Linked DNA regions of Mus musculus: regions 2, 3 and 4 are each linked to region 1. Evidence: chromatin contacts called from public HiChIP or PLAC-seq and Micro-C data. All regions are on one chromosome and are shown on one strand. Each heading gives the region's core, a stretch centred on a gene start, on an enhancer-like site or on the middle of the called end of the contact. The rest is flanking DNA. Distances are from core to core; before and after follow the strand shown.

Region 1 (3,257 bases), core at 49-2,548:
TCTGCGAGTTCCTAGTCCCTGCTTGCTCGGGTCCTGCCCGGACAAGCCACACGTGGTCTGGCTTCTAGCTGGCCCTCTGGATCTAAACCTCAAGGGGTCAACCGGGCCATGCTCCTGCAGCCCGCGGGTCCACGCGCCCTTCCCCGGGAACCACCGGGGCGCGGGAAGTCCTCCCCTAGCCGCCCAGCCTTGCAGACGGGGTCAAATCGGTCAGCCCCACTGAGGCCGGCCGGTACCTAAACCTCCGGGTAACACCCTCCCTGAGCCGGGCAGCGGGGACCGGCTGGGCTCACCTGAACCGTGCTCGCCCTGGAATCTGTGATCCGGGCCCGGCCCCGCGCCCCACTCACCGCGCGGCCCCCGCGGCCTCACCGCGTCTCTGCCGCAGCCGGGCCGGGCCGCGGGGCGTAGGGGACTCTGCCTTGCCGCTGCTCCAGCCGCCTCCGCGGCATCCCGGCTTCTGCTTCGCCCCGCCCGCCCCGGCCTCCGCGCGCGCCAGGACCCAGGACCCAGCCGCCTCCCGCCCCGCCGGGGACCCGGCGATTCAGCCATCGCTCCTCACCTCCGCCGCCGCGGCCGCCCCGCGCCCCGGCCCGAAGTCCCGGCGGCTCCCGGCCTGCTGCCTGCCGAGCCGGTGGCCGGCCGCGCTCCCGCCGCCGAGCGCGCACCCTCGCGGGCCCGGGGCGCACTCACCCGCACCCGCTCCCGCTCGCCCTGGGCGCGGAGTTGAGGCTGATGTGCGCTGAGCAGGGAGCTGCCGGCGAGCCGGGACCGCGCGTGCGTGTGTGCGCGCGTGTGTGCCACTCGGACCGGGGGCGCATCTCTTAGTCCACCAGACACCGGCGCGAAGTCGCGAGGGCCATGGATCAGGCCCCCGGGCTGGCGCGCAGAGAATCCAGCCTCTTTCCGCTTTTTCGTCCTCCTCCCTCCCAGCAGCGAGGAGCCAAGTGTTCCCTGAGGCGTGCGACAGCCCCGGCCCGGCGCTGCCCCTCGTAATGACACGTTAATAAATGTTTTCTTTTATCCGCTTTCACAGGGGCTCGCCCTGGTTTGCAAACACCCGGCAGCCTTAGCTGAAAGCCCCGCGCTCGCCTCTAAACACACACGCACACACTTGCCATTGGAGACGCCGGCTCGGGCCGATCCCCAAGCTAGATCGCGGGAGGAACTGCCCACGCGCCTGGGACCTTCCCACGCGTCTCCGAAGCTCTCTGAGAAATTAAGTTGAGCTCAAGCGAAAGCAGAAGCGTTGCCCAGACATGGGCCGGGAATGGGAAAGAAAGGGGAGGCCGGTTCCCTTGGTAAAGGGAGAACTCTGACTCCAGGTGGTGCTGTCTGCGCGGTTTCTGCCGTCCCCGAAGCCACCAGAGGCTTGAGGGGGCCCTGGCTGCCAAGGGTGGGTGAAGAGCCTCACAGAGCCCACCAGTAGCTTCAGAAAGTACAGCTGATGTGCTAGGGGGTTATCGACCCTGCGGTGGAACGGGGCGGGCCTCGGATGGAAACGTAACCCCTGAAAGTCTTCCAAGATGTTCATCCATTTATAGATACTGAAATCAAGACAGAGCCGTTAAGTTATTGGCCCAAGGTCAGATAGTTGGATCAGGATCTGAACCCAAGAAGCTGAGCTCCGGAGTTGTATCTGACCCCCCAGGCTGCGCTTATTTTCAAGATCCTCCTTCCCCTGGTGGGATTTTTCTAGTTTTCTGATGGATAGCGTTTGTCAAATTCACGTAGTAAAAATAACAGGGCACCGATGGAGATGCACTAAAATCACGTCCTCGCTGTTTATCTAAAATTCAAGCGGGTTGTCTGGACTGCGTGGGGGGCTCTCGACTCCGCCCATACAGTCGTTGTACTAACCCTGAACTTGCTTTCCTAAGCCGGGGGCAAGCCCCACCTTTGGCTAGTGTAGAGTCCTGGCTGGATACAGGATGTTAGGCGTGAGTATTCGCTTTCATGAACCCCCCCCCCCACCCTCCACCCCACCCCCAGGCATTCCAGTCTCAGTGCTGCATGAGAAGGGGCTGGGCCCCTGCAGCGCTGTTCATTGGATGCTTGGGGCAGAGGGCTCCCATCCTTGAGATTCTGAGAACTTCATTAGAAAGCACAAACACACAAACAAACATCAAATGTACAGTGCTGGTGCACGCCTGCAATCCCAGCTCTTGGGAGGCAAAGGCAGGAAAATAAAAAATTCAAGGTCACCCTTATCTACACACAGGGTGATTAAGACCAGTTGGAGGTCCAGGAGACCCTATTAAAACAAAACAAAACAAAACAAAACAAAACAAAAGGAAAAAAATCTCAGAAAATAAACCAATAAAACAGATAGAAAAGCAGGTGTAATCAGTTTCAACATCCCAGACATTTAATTGAATAATTAAATTGATTAATTTATATATCCTTATAGGGTCAACTCAGACAGTATTCTCGTGGCCCACATCTGTGATGCCTGCACTGGGAAGGCTGAGGCAGGAGGATCACCCAAAGTCAAACTTTCTATATAGTGATACTGTCTCAGAAGCACACGAAGCAACAACAATGTATACACTTGATCTTTTTGTATCCTTCTCTTTTTCTGCAACAGGTAACTTTACATGCTATACCCATCCTGGCTTGGGGTTCTCCTCCCAGGAAGAACAGCAGGTTCTGTGGCCAAATGGAGAGCTTTGCACCTGGTCATCACATGAAGTGTACATTCATAGTTTTTGGAGAACATGTATGCTCAGAGATGACAGAGGCTTGTACACAGCCCACAGGCTGCACCTGGCTTTGAACCACATGCCTTATTTCAGCAGTGACTTTCTAGCAGGTCTGCAGTGTCCTATTGCGGTCTGGGCAGGAAGGATGCAGAATGGAATCTGTGCCCTGTTTGCTCTGAGGTTCTAGAGAATGCTCTAGAAGTTGGGGATTTACATCAGAAAACACTAGGACCACACCCTTGCACTTCAGACTTGACTCTCTGTAGATGGGTGTGCCCAACAGAAATTCCAGGAAAGAGGGCAGTTCTCAGTCTCCCAGTTGGGACTGAGCGCTGGAGGAGGGTGGTATCATGTGATTTCTCTTATGTTTCTTTGTTGTAATGGAAATGGAAAGTGGTGGCAATGCCAGCACCTGACCACTTTTCTTCTTTACAGAGGAGGAGACAGAGCTTAGGGACAAGTGTGTGTGTGTGTGTACCTGGGTGTGTGATTCAGGGAATCATTAATCAGTTAAGACAATTGACTTCCCCCTAACTCCTAGTGCACACCTAACCC
Region 2 (3,555 bases), core at 137-2,636, 350 kb before region 1:
GCAGTCCAAAAGGATAAGACACAGACAGACCTCTAAAACATGCTGATGGGTGGGAGGGAAGGGGGAAAAAAAAAATCAAGAATGGTACCATTTTTGCTTTAAAAAAAAAGAAAGAAAGAAAGAAAAAAGACAATATTTTATGGTATAATATTATATGGTATAAAAACAAACGTATAGGCATGCACTGGGAGAGGCATAAGGACAACAAATGATTGTCACAGAAGGGTGGACAATGACAGGGACAGCGAATGGGCCCACATTGAGCATTCTGAATTCTACACACATATCCTGTCCCCTCTGTAAAGAGGAAACACGTATCACTTATAAAACAGAATAAAAAAAAATCTTTAAAAAAAAAAATCAGGCAAATAGTGCTAGCAAGCCAGTTTTTAAAAAAATAATTCCATATGGGATGATAAGGCCTGCGGTGACCATGACACATAGGGATGTAGGGGAAAAATTCAACAAGGGTGGCCTTTCTCCTGTTAGTGTGGCAAAAAGGGGGTGGGCGCCACAGAGAACAGAAGGGGGCGCGGTACCTTTCACAGCCTGTCTGGTCTGATATCTCGTCCCCTGGGAAGACTGAGGCTGCTGCTGCTGGCTCTGCTGTTGGCTCTGCTGTTGTTGTTGCTGCTGCTGCTGCTGGCGCTGTATCTTCTGCATGTGCCACTTTTGGGAGGACGTTTGAAACTTACTTGATGCGTTCCACACGACCCGCTGCACAGCTGGGACAGTCTCCTTCGGTAAGAGCGGCCTCTGCTTCTTCACCGGGCTTCCCGTGACGGCGGTGGCCGGTGCCGTGACTGTGACGGTAGACATCGTGCTGGTGGTGGCGGCGGCCACGGTGACCCCAGCCGCGGGTGCTTGGGTGGCTGAGCGGGTGAGTACCGGTGTCTCTGGGGGAGACTGGTTGCCCGCCGAAGTGGACGACGGTGGCGGTTTACCTATAGCTACAGCCAGGCAGGGTGGAAACAAGCAGAAACTGGATTGGCTTCCTGAGCTGGGACTTCACATGGCAGGCCAAGTTCTAGGTCAAACCCAGCAGAGGCAGACTGCCTGAAGGAATTTAGAGGGCCCCTGGAGCCCCAAGGACAAGCATGGTCTCTGCAACAGCTATGAATTATGCCTTACTGAGCACAAACTAATATCCCAGATGGAGAAGTCACAAGCCTTCTGGGGGAAGAAGAGAGCAAGACCCAGCCCCCATGCTGAGCAGTAATTAACTAGTGGCCCAGGCTGTGGGTAATGGAGACTGCCTAACTGCAGCCCTTCTTCCCCAGGAGGAGCTCTTGGCAAAAGCAACTGGCTGTCAAAAGGTGTGCACACCAAATCTACTTTCCCCTTTGACAAAGCCACTGGGAGGGGCGACCTAGACATTTAACAAAGGAATTCAGCCCCAGGCCAGAGAACCTTCTGTTAACACCTTCGGCCCAGCCTAGCCTGCATTCTGGATGTGTCTGCGCAGCCCTTCATGGATAGCAAACAATGCTGAATTTCCTATCCTACAATGGTCAAGTCTAAGCCCCCTTTTTCCCTAGACAGGCTTTCTCTGTGTAGCCCTGGCTGTCCTGGAACTTGCTCTGTAGACCAGGCTGGCCTTGAACTCAGAGATCCGCCTGCCTCTGCCTCCCATGTGCTGGGATTAAAGGCATGCGCCACCATACCTGGCTTTTTAAAGTTTTCTTAAAAGCGTTAAGTTGGGGGCTGGGGATGTAGCTCAGGGGCACTATTCGACTGCAATGACCTGGGCTTAAGTTTGGAGGGCTGTGGGCGGGACGGGAAGTCAGTGGAGAAGCTGCACAGTATACTGAACTTACTTATAAAGAGGAGATTGGGGGTGTGGGGGGAGCCTGGAGAGATGGCTCAGTACTTAAGAGCACACTGACTGTTCTTCCGAAGGTCCCGAGTTCAAATCCCAGCAAACACGTGGTGGCTCACAACCATCATCATGATCAGATCATGAGATCTGATGCCCTCTTCTGGTGCATTAGTGTACTTAGATTAAATAAATCTTTAAAAAATAAAATGAAAAAGGGAAGATGGTAGCAGCTGCAGAGGTGCCAGCTTGTACTATACCCCATTCAGGGTACTTAGAAAACACACACCAAACATGGTGGGGGGGGGGTGGCTTTGCCACCAATGGCCACATTCCTTGGTATCCTCTTAGATCCAGATCACCCAGAGAAACACCTGGAAATTCCAGATCTTGAGCAAGCTTCGGGTTACAAGAAGCCAAGGAGAATGAAGAGAAGAGTTGCCATCTCCTCTGAGGCGAAGGTCTACAGCTTAGTGAGCACCTCGCTCCTCTGAAGACTAGAGCTCCAGAGTGAGAGAGCTACAGGGAAGCGGGGCTGGCTAGTCCCTTGGCTGGCCTGACTGACATACATCAGACCCTGGCTGCCCTGGGTATAGAAGCAACTCTGAACTTGTCCATGCTAGGCAGATGTGCCTAGCAGGGTTCTAACAGGAAGCAGCTGCAGGGTGGCTTGTGCTGCTGCCGGTGACACAAATGTCATCAGGGCCTCAAGAAGGTCAGTTCCCGCCGGGCAGTGGTGGTGCATGCCTTTAATCCCAGCACTTGGGAGGCAGAGGCAGGAGGATTTCTGAGTTTGAGGCCAGCCTGGTCTACAAAGTGAGTTCCAGGACAGCCAGGGCTACACAGAGAAACCCTGTCTCGAAAAAAAGGTCGGTTCCGCTCTACTCTCCTTACTAGCTTTGTGAGGTATGCCTACTTGTTGGTGATTTTTTTGTTGTTTTTGTTTTTTTGAGACAGGGTTTCTCTGTGTAGCCCTGGCTGTCCTGGAACTTACTCTGTAGACCAGGCTGGCCTCGAACTCAGAAATCCGCCTGCCTCTGCCTCCCAAGTGCTGGGATTAAAGGCGTGCGCCACCACTGCCCGGCTGTAGATCTTTTTCCAATAGACAACAGTATCAGAAACAAGCTCTCCAGTTGTGCCAGGTAGGGCTTGTTAACCACAAGAATATGGAAATTTCTTCAGTAGGGTGAATTCCAGAAATTTCTTCGCTGATTTCTTCAATGGGGAGAATTCTGGGGTTTGGGGCGGGGTGAGTAGAAAGCTCTGGGCAGTTCAATTGTCTTAGAAAACTCTGAGGGTGTAACCAATCACTCTAAAGAAATGCAGATTACCTACCAGCCCCAGTAAATTGCTAAACTGGCCTGCAGAACTTTGCATTTGTAAAACCTAACAAACAGCCCCCCCCTCCATGGGAACACCCACAGTGAAGGGCAGTCATAAGGCTTTGTCTACATCTGCTCCTGAGCTGGGTAGCTGCACTCCACAACCCTCTTCACTTCAGGATGGACCAGAGGGAGCATGGCTGTAGAGAAGCTAGGAGCATCGCCTAGCCACCTCGGAGAAAGACCATCCACCCACCACCAAGGAGCTTCACAGGGACACCGGTTTACAGAAGTAAGTTTTGCCTCAGACCTTGGGAAATTGCTCTCTGATTGTGTTTAGTTCTAGAATCATCTTTCACTCAACCTACCACCAACTCGGGGTTTGCGGGAGATCCTGGCTGTTTCCTTCAGACATCA
Region 3 (3,343 bases), core at 671-3,170, 350 kb after region 1:
GTTAGATATCAGGAGATATCACGAGCCTAAGCCTAGACACGGGTGTTAGGGAGACAGTTCTTCCATGTGCACAGAACATGAACACAATAGGAAAAGCTCCTACAAGTAATATCAGGACTGGGCTTCCCAAGAGCCCATTTGTACAACATGGCACTGATTAAAGGAGCCAGGAAAGAAGCCCACAAGGTGTTCCTCACACCAAAGGGCATCAGGACAAAGTCAGGGAGGAAGGCACGTGTGGAAAAACTGCTAATTAAGGTCGAAGTCCACCATTCAACTGCTAGCTTTGGGGGCTTGGCACATAATGGGGGACTCCTTTCATTAACAGGTTTTCTCCTTCTCTGACTTTGTCCCTCCCACTCGCCTCTCCTTGAGGAATATCATGTAGCCTCAATTAGTTTATAGGACCCATTTCCATTCTCCTGACAAAACCTGTTCAGGCCACACCTGAGAGTTCTGAAATACTTCCCCATGCTCACGAGGCAGTCTAAACACCCTCAGACCCCAGCCAATCACCCTTGCCCATCCTGGGTGTTCCTACCCTCAGTCCCCCAACTTGATAAGCCTTCAGTCACCCTAAGTCATGCTGACCTGCCTCCTGACAAGCTGTCCCGGTGTGGTCATTCGCCGTAAGTACATACAGGGTTTCCAAAGCATCCCGACACTCCATGAGAACAGGGAACCCTACAGACACATTTGTGAGAAAGTCAGCAGTGCTGATATTTCACTAGAAATCGTACCACAGGCTGAAGGCAGCCAGGCCTTACTGCCAAGGACCCTGCGTTCTATAGAGAAAACAGGCTTAATTTACCTGTTTTTAAATATTAAATTTGTAGCTCAATGACTTAACCTCTTAAAACATCATTTTTATTTAATGGGTATGGGTGATTTGCCTGCCTATATGTCTGTGCACCTCCAGAGAGCCTGCTACCTGAGGGAGCCCGAAGAGGATGTTGGATCACCTGGAAATGGGGTTACAGACAGTTGTGAGTAGTTATGTAAGTGCTGGAGACCAAAACCCGGTTCTTGGAAGAGCAGCCTTTGCTTTTAACCTCTGAGCTGTGATGGCTTGCCTCTTTATCCCAGAGAGAGAACACATGTTTTGTGTAACACGCATGACCAGCCACATTTCATCTAAAGCTCACACGCTCATTAAACCTTCCCTCCGATTCGGTGCTTGGCTGCTAACACTCCAATTGTCTGAAACTGGCCACTGAGGAAAAGACTCAACAAGAGTGGAGAGTGAAGAGAGGGGTGCCCTCCACTCTCCTGCTACAAATACAGCTTGTGCTGCAAATCCATTCCTCACTGTGAACAACAGAGGAAATAAAAACTTCTAAGCACAGTGTAAGCGGCTCTGCTGAGAGGCCAGTATACAATACTGATCCTGTAAAAGTGTGAACATGAGTCTGAAATAGGAACCGTTTGTTGTTATAATTTGTGGACTCGAAGCAGCCACACATGCCAATACACCTCAATCTAGCTGCCTTCTACGCCCCCTTTCTCACCCCGCCCCCCCCCCCCAGGGAACAGGACAGGACAAGGACGGTGGAGTCTAAAACTCTCAGAGATCATGCCTGGCCTCTGGATTGCAAGCAGCCTCCAGCCCTGAGGGGTCCTGCCATATCAGCTGCTGCAGCTGCTGCTAGAAGTGAGCCTCGCCGACCATCACCACCACCAGCAGCAGCAGCATCTGCCTATGACATGGGGTCACCACCTGCATCTCTGCCATCAAAGCAACAGGGAGACTAGAGGGCCCATTAGACTGAAGATCAGATACTATCTAGGATCTGGGGTAGGGGTCTAGGAAAATAAGTCATGTTAGTTCAAGGAATGCAGAAGAATCCAGAGCCTGCCACTTGGCCCAGTTTGGTCACCCCAGCACTGGGACTCTTGTGTGACCTCTGGTGCCTCCCCTCTGTATGGACACCAGCCTGACATCTCCTTGCAAGGCAAAAAGCCAGGCTGATGTAATTCCTCCTGCTAATTCATACAGATCAGCTACTTGCTCCCCCCCACCCTGTGTGTGTATCTGTGTGTCTGTGTGTGTCTGTGTGTGTGTTAGTATGCATGCTTATATGCTTATGAGTGTAAGTGTGTAAATGTTGTGTGCATGGCTGTGTGTGTCTGTGTGTGTACACTGTTATGTGCACGTATGTGACTGTGTTAGTGTCAGTGTATGTGTGAGAATATGTGAATGTGTCTGTGTGTATATTTGCATGTGTGCTCACCATATCCCCCTCTCCCCCCCAGACACACACAGCATGAATTAACATGAGAGATCAGGTTAGCTCAGGGCTTTTAAGCTGACAAGCAGGTATCAGACTAGTTGTCATGGAAAAGTGTGGGACCACTCGGGACACCCATATAGGAACTAGGAGGCTCTGTAAGGAGGCCCAAGAGTAACAGGCATTTCAATGGTAGCTGATATGCCTGCCCCTGAGTGTGAGAGAGAGAGAGAGAGAGAGAGAGAGAGAGAGAGAGAGAGAGAGAGAAGAGAGAGGATTCTTTTAGGGGTGGGAAAGTTCTCCCACAGTGGAAGGGCCCAAGGGACCAGACCAATATGGAGGTGGATGGCAGGTTAGGGGGTGAAGGCACATCGGGAGGGCAATGGGGAGACAAGAGAGAATGCTACCCTCTTCCTGTAGCTGCAGGAGGCTGAGCAAGGCATGAGGCTGCATGAGGCAGGGCTGGGGCCAGGGCCTGAATTACACACCCGTCACTGGCGTTTATGAAGAATGTCGCCCAGCCTCCATCAGGCCTTTTAAAATAGCCGCATCCTGCCTACAGCATGGCCTCATCAAAATGCATCTGAAACCAGTTACTTTAAGGGAAACTTGATGATCTCGTTCTGCAGATGAAAAAAAAAATCAATGTTACTCGCCATAAATAGAAGCCTCTAAAACAAAGAAACCACAGAAGTCACTTCAGCAGCATGAGCCGCTGACCACCCAGGCTGAAGCCATGCCCGCTAAGCCTTGTGAAGGGCAGGAAACCTAAGATGGGGGAAGTCAAGCCAGCCTGAAACAGTCTCTCTGCCCAGAGTTCAAGAGACAGAGACTTGTGAGGATCCATGCGGCTTCCTCCTGGCTCAGGAGCACCTCAAATCATCTCACACGGAGCACCTCAAATCATCTCACACGGAGCATCTCAAATCAATTCACATGGAGCACCTCAAATCATCTCACATGGAGCACCTCAAATCATCTCACATGGAGCACCTCACATCATCTCACATGGAGCACCTCACATCATCTCACATGGAGCACCTCACATCATCTCACACTGCTTAGAAGCGCCCCAGCTGCTCTCTCTTCAGTGCTCTCCAGAACACATTTTCCCT
Region 4 (3,458 bases), core at 775-3,274, 270 kb before region 1:
TCTTTTTTTCCCCCCTTCAGGATGTTATTCAAAATCTCTCCCCATCCCCACTCCCACCCCACCCACCCCCAACCCCCCAGGCACCAAGCCTACTCCAAAAACTCCCTCAGAGGCTAGGAAACACTTTCAGAACCATTTGCTGGCTGTAGGCTGACTTGAAGAACATTCTGTACCAAGCTAAGTCGGGGGGAGGAAAAAAAAACCCTGAACAATGTTGCTGCGAGTGCGAAGCTCTGGAGAGGAAGAGATGACAGTCCACACGCCACCACCCACCTAGGCCCAGGAACCAGCCTGGGTCCCTGAGTACTGTTCTTGTTCAGGCCTGACTTCTGGTGCAAACACGCATCCTCTCTTGTCAGAACTTAGCCCAGCCTTTCCCAGAACCGCTCTGGAGAAGCAAGCTGGCTTGCTCTGCTCTCTGCCACAGGCAGTCCTGAACTGTGCTGGGAGAAGACCTTCTGGCTTCTGGCTTACCTTCCATTTTCTTCCCCCAGCAGGCATGTGACACACAGCGGCCGACAGTGCAGGGGGAGGACTGTTCAGAGAGAGAGGGAGAGGGGGGAGAGGAAGGGAGGGAAAAATAAAATAAAAGAAGGGGGGATAATAGCTTCTCTTTTGGCATACCAGGATCTAGCTTCAAACTAGTCCAGAAATTCTTTGTCCTGGTCAAAATAAAGGTATTCCAAGCCCTCACCAGTCTGTAAAATCAAGCTATGGCTAATGGCTACTTAGCCATGTGACCCAAAAAGGAAAAAAAAAATCTCTCTAAACAGTCCCAAGTTACCCTAAGTGCTCTGGGGGGGGAAGTGTGGCAGAGCCAGGCTACAGAGAAATCACACTGCTAGTCCACGACTCGATGACTCGGAGGGAGGGGGGAAAAGATGGTTAAAAAGCCGAGCTTACCTCTGTGGATGCATTGTTAACTGTGTAATGTCAATACTTATAAAACATGGAGGACAGGCTCCTAGTTCTCACAGAAAAAGGGTTTGGCACTTCGGCTGATGATCTGGCCGCCTAATAAAAGCTCATCCCCGATTGGCTGCCCCGGCCAATCGGAGTGTAAAGCCGCCGCCGATTGGCTGAAACACTTCCTGAGCGATTATCTTTGTGAGGCTCGGGTGAGCAAGAGCCATCCTGTGCATAGAAAAAGACAGGCTAAGCTAGGCCTTCTGCAGGAGGGAAAACTTGGGACAGGGGCCTCCACAAGCACTTCTCCCACCCCCTGGCTCGATCCCCCAGGCCAGGCAAACCCGTGCAGCCAGCCTGACCTGCTCCAGCAAAGCCTGAAGCCAGCGCGCCACTGGGAAGGGCCCTTTTGGGGTGGGCTGGCTGACCCATCCACGCCTGCCCCCACACACAAGTCCTTCTCTAAGAAGGCGAGCAGGCCGTTTTATAGAACAAGCCAGCTTGAGTGGGTCTCAAAGGACAAAGTCGAGCTTAGGGGTGGAGAGAGCCCCAGGGAGGCAGAAGCAATAGGGACAAGGCCAGACGCAGGCCTCTGAGGGGGGCGGGGGGGGGGGGCGCGCGCGGGGAGTGAGACAGGCAGCCCGAGGGAGCCCCAACAAATCAGCAAGGGGCACCCAGGTTCCAGGGAGCTGAGAGGTGCAGCTTGCTGTGAGGTGGAGCGATCAAGTTTGCCTAGTCATGGTCAAAGTGGCTCTTGGAAAAAAGGCAGGCCCACAGAGCCATTTGCAAAACTGGGAGACCTCTAACCTCTCACCGCCACCCCTCAGCCGATCCTCAAAGACAAACCAAAAAGGGCTCTGTCAGGATGGCAAGGGAGATACCCTCTCCAGGCTTACCCTAAGAAAAGCCAAATGCGTTGCTAGCAGGCCACATGCCTCCATTTAAGTCTTCCCTCCCTCTGCTCCCTCCCCCCACCGATGAGGCCTGCTAAACCTGTCAGTTAAACAAAAATCTGACTTCCGTCTTAGTCTGTGATGCCTTCAGCTTCCTGCCTGTTAACCCTCTCTGGGACTCTGGGCCTCGCTGGGAAAAACTAGGCCCTGAGATTGTAGAAAAGGGCCTGTGGAAAAATACCAGCTGCAGCTCTCCGGGCAGATGCAGAGAGAGAGAGAGAGGGAGCTAGCTAGCTGCTGTCTCGCTTCTGCTTCCCAAGGAGGCGTGGACCTTGTGAATCCAGGGCATACAGGCAGTGCCTCTCAGTCAGAGAAGCCATTTAAATCCAGAGGGACAGAGAAAGATGTCAAACCGGGCCAGGAAACAAGCCCGTCCATTATAGTCAGGCCTACACACCCACAGGTTGGCCCTTTCTGCCACAATCGCCCCTGTATGTGTGTTCTGGGGGGAAACTGGGCCCTGTTTGGTGGGCAGACAAATCCCCTGGGCTTCGTAAGGCTTCTTGCTTCAATTTATTTCCACAGAGAACTGCTTCTTTTCGTCCCCTAAGGCAGATGGAAGGGCAATTTCACACACACAGCCTCACATTGGCAGTCCCCCTACTCCCCCCATCTCTGGCTCTGCTCCCCAGTAAAATATTAACTAGTTCCTCAGACCTGCTTAGAATTCTCCCCGATGGTGCTGGGTGGGAGACCAGTGCCTGATTCTTTCCTAAAAACTGTCATTTGTAGAAAAGGCACAGAGGAGAATCAAAAACTGTCCAAGGCTCTCTCCTATTCTTAGCTATTTTTTTAAAAACAACAACATCCTTAATTAACAAGATTCTTAAAAAAAAAAAAAAGACGCTAAATAAACACCTTTCTTCAGGGGCCGGCAGTTGATGCAGCCAGACACCAGGAGGTGGACCCAGAAAGCAATAAAGTCCCCCTCAGCTACTGAAACTAGGACTCATTCCTGCCTCCCCAGGCGTTTCCTCAAAGGAATTGAAGGGCTGAGCTGATGGCTTGCTCTCCCTGCCCCCCAAGGACAACAGATGCCCAGCAGGCCAGTGTGCACTCTCCCTGGCTGGGGAATCTGCTCTCAGGCTCCAGACCCAGCCAGGAATCTAAACACACAGTACTGCAGGACAAAACCCTGGCTTTGGAAAGGAGACAGGATTTTGTTTGAACCAGCTGAGGTCGATAGCAGCAGGGGACAACTCCAGAGCCACTAGGCCTGACAAAGGCACTCAGGACAACAGGCCTGGCTTCACCCAAAGGGAAGGGTCGGCTCTTACTGGGGAGGGAAACCTTACTGGGACCAAACAGGGAACCTGAGGCCTGATCCGGGCACCCTCCCCTTCATGTGGCTTCGGACTCTACTATCAGCCATATGAAGTATGGCTTGGGGGGTGAGGGGAGGCGACAACACACGGAGTTGCTGATAGGTCTTGGGGACACCTAACTTCCCAATTGGAAAAGAGAATACATACACAGCAGGGGAGCGCATGGATTAAAGCTTGTTGTGTAAGCGGGAGCGCGCGCGCGCGCGCGCGCACACACACACACACACACACACACACACACACACACACACACACACGTACTCCCGTGCTCTCC

Evidence for each region. A called contact is a pair of places that touch in the nucleus more often than the background predicts. HiChIP or PLAC-seq counts read pairs in DNA pulled down with a chosen protein or histone mark.
Region 2: a contact with region 1 is called in a Micro-C map of embryonic stem cells, with 7 times the contacts expected there. The contact joins the enhancer-like site here to the promoter of Sulf2 in region 1. A contact is called at or near these places in 4 of 484 Hi-C or Micro-C datasets (all in embryonic stem cells) and 2 of 115 datasets of contacts at active chromatin or transcription factors (embryonic stem cells and stem cell-derived neural progenitor cells).
Region 3: an H3K4me3 HiChIP or PLAC-seq map of bone marrow-derived macrophages shows a contact between it and region 1, with 8 times the contacts expected there. The contact joins the enhancer-like site here to the promoter of Sulf2 in region 1. A contact is called at or near these places in 1 of 39 promoter capture datasets (neural stem cells), 2 of 484 Hi-C or Micro-C datasets (bone marrow-derived macrophages and cardiomyocytes), 23 of 115 datasets of contacts at active chromatin or transcription factors (bone marrow-derived macrophages, craniofacial prominence, embryonic basal ganglia and 13 more) and 4 of 9 other capture datasets (adipose tissue, embryonic stem cells, liver and 1 more).
Region 4: a contact with region 1 is called in an H3K27ac HiChIP or PLAC-seq map of embryonic stem cells, with 6 read pairs. The contact joins the promoter of 1810021M19Rik here to the promoter of Sulf2 in region 1. A contact is called at or near these places in 1 of 484 Hi-C or Micro-C datasets (embryonic stem cells), 2 of 115 datasets of contacts at active chromatin or transcription factors (embryonic stem cells and stem cell-derived neural progenitor cells) and 2 of 9 other capture datasets (adipose tissue and pancreatic islet).

What each region holds. Positions count from the first base shown.
Region 1 is chr2:166,154,385-166,157,641 of GRCm38.p6, forward strand. Sulf2 (sulfatase 2) reads right to left here and starts at 1,299. Exons shown (of 21, transcript NM_028072.5): 1 at 1,119-1,299.
Region 2 is chr2:165,806,980-165,810,534 of GRCm38.p6, forward strand. Zmynd8 (zinc finger, MYND-type containing 8) reads right to left here. Exons shown (of 23, transcript NM_001363020.1): 15 at 540-950. Among named protein-coding and RNA genes, the nearest start is that of Gm11465, 73 kb to the right of the region's middle. Within about 2 kb of position 1,387, at least 16 of the 459 cell types and tissues checked have an H3K27ac peak or open chromatin away from gene starts, as enhancers often do. A contact at or near this core is called in embryonic stem cells, where this site is marked.
Region 3 is chr2:166,502,736-166,506,078 of GRCm38.p6, forward strand. It overlaps the pseudogene Gm14267. Among named protein-coding and RNA genes, the nearest start is that of Gm30908, 33 kb to the left of the region's middle. Within about 2 kb of position 1,921, at least 5 of the 459 cell types and tissues checked have an H3K27ac peak or open chromatin away from gene starts, as enhancers often do. A contact at or near this core is called in bone marrow-derived macrophages, where this site is marked.
Region 4 is chr2:165,883,705-165,887,162 of GRCm38.p6, forward strand. It overlaps 1810021M19Rik (a long non-coding RNA gene), which reads left to right and starts at 2,025. Exons shown (of 3, transcript XR_866948.2): 1 at 2,025-3,458. It overlaps Zmynd8 (zinc finger, MYND-type containing 8), which reads right to left and starts at 1,134. Exons shown (of 23, transcript NM_001363020.1): 1 at 904-1,134. The coding sequence starts at 917.